2 separate regions of the Drosophila melanogaster genome follow, and region 2 is linked to region 1. A link is a contact called in public Hi-C data. All regions are on one chromosome and are shown on one strand. Each heading gives the region's core, a stretch centred on a gene start, on an enhancer-like site or on the middle of the called end of the contact. The rest is flanking DNA. Distances are from core to core; before and after follow the strand shown. Region 1 overlaps Hk (Hyperkinetic). Region 2 overlaps alpha-Man-Ia (alpha-Mannosidase class I a).

What was found. Hi-C and Micro-C count contacts between places; a contact is called where the count stands out from the background.
Region 2: a contact with region 1 is called in a Hi-C map of the Kc167 cell line, with 1.4 times the contacts expected there. The contact joins two enhancer-like sites. A contact is called at or near these places in 41 of 107 Hi-C or Micro-C datasets (the D17-c3 cell line, the Kc167 cell line, the OSC cell line and 15 more) and 1 of 6 datasets of contacts at active chromatin or transcription factors (the Kc167 cell line).

What each region holds. Positions count from the first base shown.
Region 1 is chrX:10,251,384-10,254,294 of dm6, forward strand. It overlaps Hk (Hyperkinetic), which reads right to left. Exons shown (of 12, transcript NM_167222.3): 6 at 2,620-2,911. The coding sequence starts at 2,621. Among named protein-coding and RNA genes, the nearest start is that of Hk, 11 kb to the right of the region's middle. Within about 2 kb of position 1,603, at least 14 of the 39 cell types and tissues checked have an H3K27ac peak or open chromatin away from gene starts, as enhancers often do. A contact at or near this core is called in the Kc167 cell line and testis, where this site is marked.
Region 2 is chrX:10,304,048-10,307,274 of dm6, forward strand. All of the region lies in intron 2 of alpha-Man-Ia (alpha-Mannosidase class I a), which reads right to left. Among named protein-coding and RNA genes, the nearest start is that of alpha-Man-Ia, 20 kb to the right of the region's middle. Within about 2 kb of position 1,859, at least 2 of the 39 cell types and tissues checked have an H3K27ac peak or open chromatin away from gene starts, as enhancers often do. A contact at or near this core is called in the Kc167 cell line and testis, where this site is marked.

The sequences.
Region 1 (2,911 bases), core at 353-2,852:
GTGTGTGTGTGTTGGAATCTGCGAGTGTATATGTGCGTTGGTGTGAGTGGAGTGTGTTTCTGTGTCCTGCATTCGTGTGTGTGTGTGTGTTTGTAGTAGTACTACAGATGGATGGAAATGCGTGTTTTTTACGAGATTGCCTTTTCGGCTTATGCTCTGGGGCCTACATGGCCTTTCCTTCTGGTAAAATGCATATATGTATGTACTCTCGTTTATATGCTGCACACACGTGCATATATATGTTTTTCGCTGACACATAAATACCCTATAAGTACTCATCTTTAAGGTTCCTCAGGACCACAGACTCCAGAATAACTGGCTGCCCGCTTAAGTAGGCAATATAAATTCACTTTGAGTGCAACCAAATTCGTGGATTGAATCATAAGCAGAAATAGTATATTTTTTGAAAAGGCCCACGTATAACAAAACAATTCTTTTTTTATAACAAAGCTAAAATAAATATAACAAAGTTTTGGCAAAAATAAAGTTGATTAAAAAAATAAAGGATTCTTCATTCCGGATTTAGCTTCTTAAATAAAAAATATCTAAACACTGTTTAGAAAACCCTTTGTGACGGAAGCTAGCTTTTAATAAAAGTGCATCGAAACACTCTAAAAGCCCCATTATAAGCCACCCTTTTTTGATCGAAATAAATGGCCAAGGACTGCGGCTAATGCATTGGCTTGGGAACCGGGCTGGAACGAATCCAAATATTGCACAAATGGCGCCGGAGTAATAATGAATAATGTATAAGTGCAAAGAAGTCACTTGCCAAAGGCCATAACCAACACCCCCGGTCAGCTTTCAATGGATATAAGTGTTTAAATACACAGCCGCGCCGCGTTATGTGGGCCATATAAAATATGAATCTAACTGCATGGGAATATTAAATTACACTTTGCGCTCGGCAAGCAAAATTAATTCACAGAAGCCCGTAGCAATTAAAAGGCACTTACTCACGGCAATTGATTGCGTTTCGGATTTCGTTTTTGCACATAAATGTTGGATGATGTTACGGTTAGATGCCTCAATTTCGATCCGATTGCCGGAACAGCGGACTGCAGACTGCAGGCTGTGCCAAATCAAATATAATAAAACCCCGGTTCTCCCGGCTACAAACGGTCGGAAATGCACCTGTGCGCTGATGGGGTTTACCTGGCAGGTCGATTAATGACTTGGCCTTAATGAAAAATTAACCATTTTAATTTGAGGCCAACGCAGAAGCATGTTATTTGCTAATTTTCCCATCAAGCTTAAGGCGCGCAAAGTGCTCGCATAGTAATTACGTTAGAATAGAAACCGCGGCGTTTAAATCAAGTTACTGTAGAATTTCCATTAAAAATTAACCTGGATTGATTTCTTAATTAACCTGGAATGATTTCTTTTACGCTTTAACCTTTCATTTGTTTTCAACATATAACTAAATAGAAATATTGTATAGCATTCTGAATTTCTTGCTGGAATTGCAAACACAGATTTCATTTGAAATGCATTTATTTTGCGATGCACCTAGCCCACTGCACGTGGGCGCCATCTGTGGCATGCAAATGCAACTGCCTGCTGTATTACATGGCGTATACTTGATATGCCTCGCTTTTTACATGCCACTTACACGGATTCTACATGCAACTTTCGTAGCATACTTTTCAGGGTTAAGTGCACTACTCAGATTTGTTTCGAACTTTTCGCAAAAAGTTTCATTGAATGCCCTTTTGTTGTTATTTAATTGTATGAGTCATAAAAACAATTGTGCCACGAAAATCACTCATTTCACTTGGACGAGGTAAAAGCTTCTGGAAGAAGTCCAAGAAGAAAATAAAAAAAAACAAGGTGGCCTGACTTAATGCCGCGAAACGCAGTTCAAACAATGTAAGGAAAATGCAAATAATCCGATTCTGTATAATTGCACACTTTTGCCGAGAACACTTAATAAGATGCGACAGCGGATACATTTACATTTTCTGGGAAAACAGTTCGTGTTCATTTAAGTTACTTCTTTAATATGGCAATTTGTAGATACTTTTTATATCCTCTGCTAAAATTGTTACTCATTAAATACCTAAGCAAATGTATGCAAATATATATTAAGCAAAAGTGTTATTTTTTAATAAGTAAATCACTTTTCATCGAGTTCGTAGCTAGAGTCATGATTTTTCATTCTTCAGCACACACAATAAAATCGAACCATAAAATCGGTTTAATAGAGTGATACCCTTATCGCCTTATTTACTGCCTTTCCACGCTGACAATCCCGTCAATGAACCATATTCAGTTAAATTTCATAGGAATGGGGACATTTTACACGATGATGATCAAATTTAATACGCTCTTTTATTACATTACACTTTGTATGTGATGCTCGTCTGGCATTCATTGATTTTGGAGTGCGAAATCAGGCCACACAAGAATTTTGCTAGAACAAAGGACTTCAAAGTTGGACAATGGCTGCTTCGGACAATTTTTGACTTTTGCACAGCAGGGCAAGGGATTTTTGCTTTGTCGGTTTTGCCAACATAATAAAACTTGTTGGTGTAGTGTACAATTTAGTTGGCTTTTATATCAAACTTATATATATATATAATACATATATTTTGCGGCTAGTTGTTAGATTGTACTCACATGATGCGGTGGTAGGCATCGAGCTGGTTGTGCGCACAGGTCACGGACTGCTCAGATTCGGTGGAATCATCGCGCAGCGTTGCAACGCCGAGCGGCAGAATCGGTATGATCGCAGCTGTGGCAGCTGCGGCCGTTGCCGGCGGCCCCGCCAATGTCGCCGATTGTCCCGCTCCCGCTCCTGCTACTGCAACCGCTATCGCTGTCCCGCTTCCAGGTACCGCTGCTGACGCTCCTCTGCCCGCCCCGACTGCGCTGCCAGGGAAGGTCTGCTGTGTGGAGGATGATGATGTCG
Region 2 (3,227 bases), core at 609-3,108, 53 kb after region 1:
ATTTGTCCGAGCTCAGGAAACTTTTCCCAAGACATGCCAGATCCCTCACCTTTTACTTTCCCTTCCGCTCTTGCCACTCCTGCCACGCCCCCCCCCTTCCCACCTCTATGCCCCTTATCACCTTGTCCTGTTTTCCTCTTGCCTGCTTTTAGCGTCAAATTGAAGCTTATTGTTGAATTGTTGGCAACTGTTAGCGGCACTTTCTCACTCAGCATTTCTTCGGTCTGGTCTTCCATCTTGCACACAGTCTCTTACCATCTGGATTCTATCCAATTTCTTGGCTGGACAAAACTTTTTATCCATGATATTGCGCTAAGCAGCAGCAGAACGATACACGCGAAGCGGTTTTCTCAAATCATTCATTCGCAACTCACCTGAAAGTAAAAGAGTCGGAAAGTACATGAGTACACTGGGAGAAAGCAATTGGAGTAGATATGATTTACAATTAAGCTAGAGAATTTAGTTCTTAGATTTATGTATGTAATGATAGCAAGTAATTTTGCCCATCATTTTGATTTGCAAATGTTGAATAAATTGAATTATTATTTATAATTGAAACATATTTTTTTTTGTTGATATTTTACCACGTTTAAGGACTCAAATTTATCGGTGTATGTGTGAGCGGCAGGCGCGTGTTTTCCATATAAAGAGGCTGCTTTGCATTGCAATTGGTGGTTATAAATTATGACCGGCCTCCCAGACATGACAGATGTATTACGTTGAAAAGTGGAAGCAACAAAAAAACAAAAAAAAAACAACAAAAAATCAGCGAGAGGAAAGAAAAGAAAAACACTTTATCAGCATGAAAAGAAAATTCACTAGATGGAAAGCAAGTGCTCGCTTGACGGGCAAGCGGAAATAAGCGATAATTGTTGCGACAATGAGAAATAATTCACAACTTTAGTTTCCGTTTTCATTATGCATGACACACAAATGGGATGAGTTAAATGCAAAAACGCTGTGCACTTTGTCAACAATATAAAGTAAGTAATACAGCCGTAATGGTGTTCATTGCAAGTGAGTTACTCTGCCGCATTTCTTTAACATCTGACAGACTTATCTTATCTATCGGATTTTATCCAACCTGCTGTATAAATTATAATTTCTGCAAGTAAATAGAATCTGTGCAGTCGGGGCAACTAGTTCACTTGGCAAAACTAGCTCAACTTGGCGATAATTACAAACGCCCGAGGGACACAAAAGTAGCACCGCAAACTCCCTTACAATTATTTTAATTTCCACAACAGGCCAACTTGCAGCCTTGCCACCCACTGCCACTGCCACTCCCACTACTCCCGCCCACTTTACTTTTTGGGGCAACCCGCACGTGAGAAGCCTGCGGCAAGTTGAAAGCCAAAAACTGCGCCTTACTCCCCACCACCAGCAAAGTGTGCTTTTGTTTACCTAAAAAGTTAAGCAATTTATTATTAAGAAAAACTTTTGCAACCAAAAGTGGAAGGAGACGTAGAATATGGCAGAGGTTACGGCCCTCATGTTTCTGGTCAAAAGAGAATTGCGTATGATAAATGGGCGTATATTAAATAGAGTGCATAACCAGCCAAAGTCAATGCCAATCGAAAGTCATCTATGGGAGTTACTCAGCTTAAAGTTGTTAATAAAGTTGTTAACAAAAAAAGAAAAAGTGTTTAGATTTTAAATACGAAGAAATTAAGTTTCGTATAAAACACGAAATGGTGTTACTCCCTTTTTCTGTATACATAACATATCCACAATTGCATTTACAATAAACAATATTTTCTTCTGGCAAACAACTAAATTCACCCGTCATCGACATCAACAAAAGGAAGTGAGCAAAATTAGCGTTTGTAAATAAATGAGCTAGTCTCGTATAGAATTCATCAGCTTAATTTACCATGCTGTCTCTATCGCACAGCGACGTTTGCTCTCTTTCTATGATATGGCAAAACCAAAAAAGAAAAACACAAGTCACATTGCACATTGAAAATCAAGTAATTAATTTCACACGGAATAAGTTTGCAAAGTTAATTGGCTTAGTGATGCCTCTTGACTGAATATGACTGGCAAAGTTGGTTAGTTGGGAAATAATAATAACAAATTAAGTTTTCCCGACTGCCAGATACTTTAGTACTCACTTTATTTGTTAACTAATTTATGTTTGTATATGAAACAAACTTAAATGATGGTTTGCTAGTTTAGTAGTTTGTTTAGTTAGTTTGTAGTTTTAAGAACTAACTAAATATGATAATATACCTTAAACTAGACATTTGGCACATTCACCTTTCGTTTGTGGTAACTTTTTCCATGAACTTTACAAGCTCCCCTCGCCCTCTTGTAATCGCATTATAGAAATCGCGAGCTTTACATGGGATTTTCTAAGGGTAAGTCAAGTGGAAGGGTTTTGGGGGGGGGGGGGGGGGTCATTTGTTTTATTATTGCTATACATGGGACAAAAATAAAGTTTTACTTTGCATATGGATGTGCATTTGATTTCCCAGCACCATTAAAACTATGTTAATTATTGTAATCTATAATCTCTATTGTCGTAATGCCCAAAGGGCTCAAAATTGTTAGCTGATATTGTCTTTGCAATTGACTGGCGGCGAATGCAGCCGTATTTAATTAAAAGCGCTAATAGTTTTAAAGTTTAAAGTTTTGTTGACGAATAATTAAATTTTCATATTTTCAAAAGATTAAAAAAAAACATAATTCTATTACTAGCATGAAATTAAGCCGTATTATTAAATAATACCACAGTTGCCAGTTGTATGCCATTTAAATGAGTATTTTATTGCATATATCATTAATCAATTTTGCTGAGTAATATGAATACATAATATTTGCGTTACAACTTTTATGTTGTATATATTACATTTGCATAAATCTTAAGTAATATCAAACTGGAGAAAAGCGAAAACCGGTTTGGGATAAACGACCCAAAATCGGTTAGAACTAGTGCCAACTAGTTTCGAGCCATAAGCGAAAGCCATTAAATCACAGTGTTATAGAAAACTATAGAACAACGCCAACTGTTATGTATACTCGGTTATACATATATGCAAATGGCGAGCAAACAAAACGTGACAAATTTAATTGGGAAACACCCACCGAAAAATACGAGCACATAAACAAGGAAACCAAAAAAAAAAAAAAAAAAAAAATAACCGAAAAAAAAACTATAACACGCCAAACACACGGTGCTTTCTCATATGAAAATTTTCCGGCTGGGAAATCGAATGAAAAGCAAA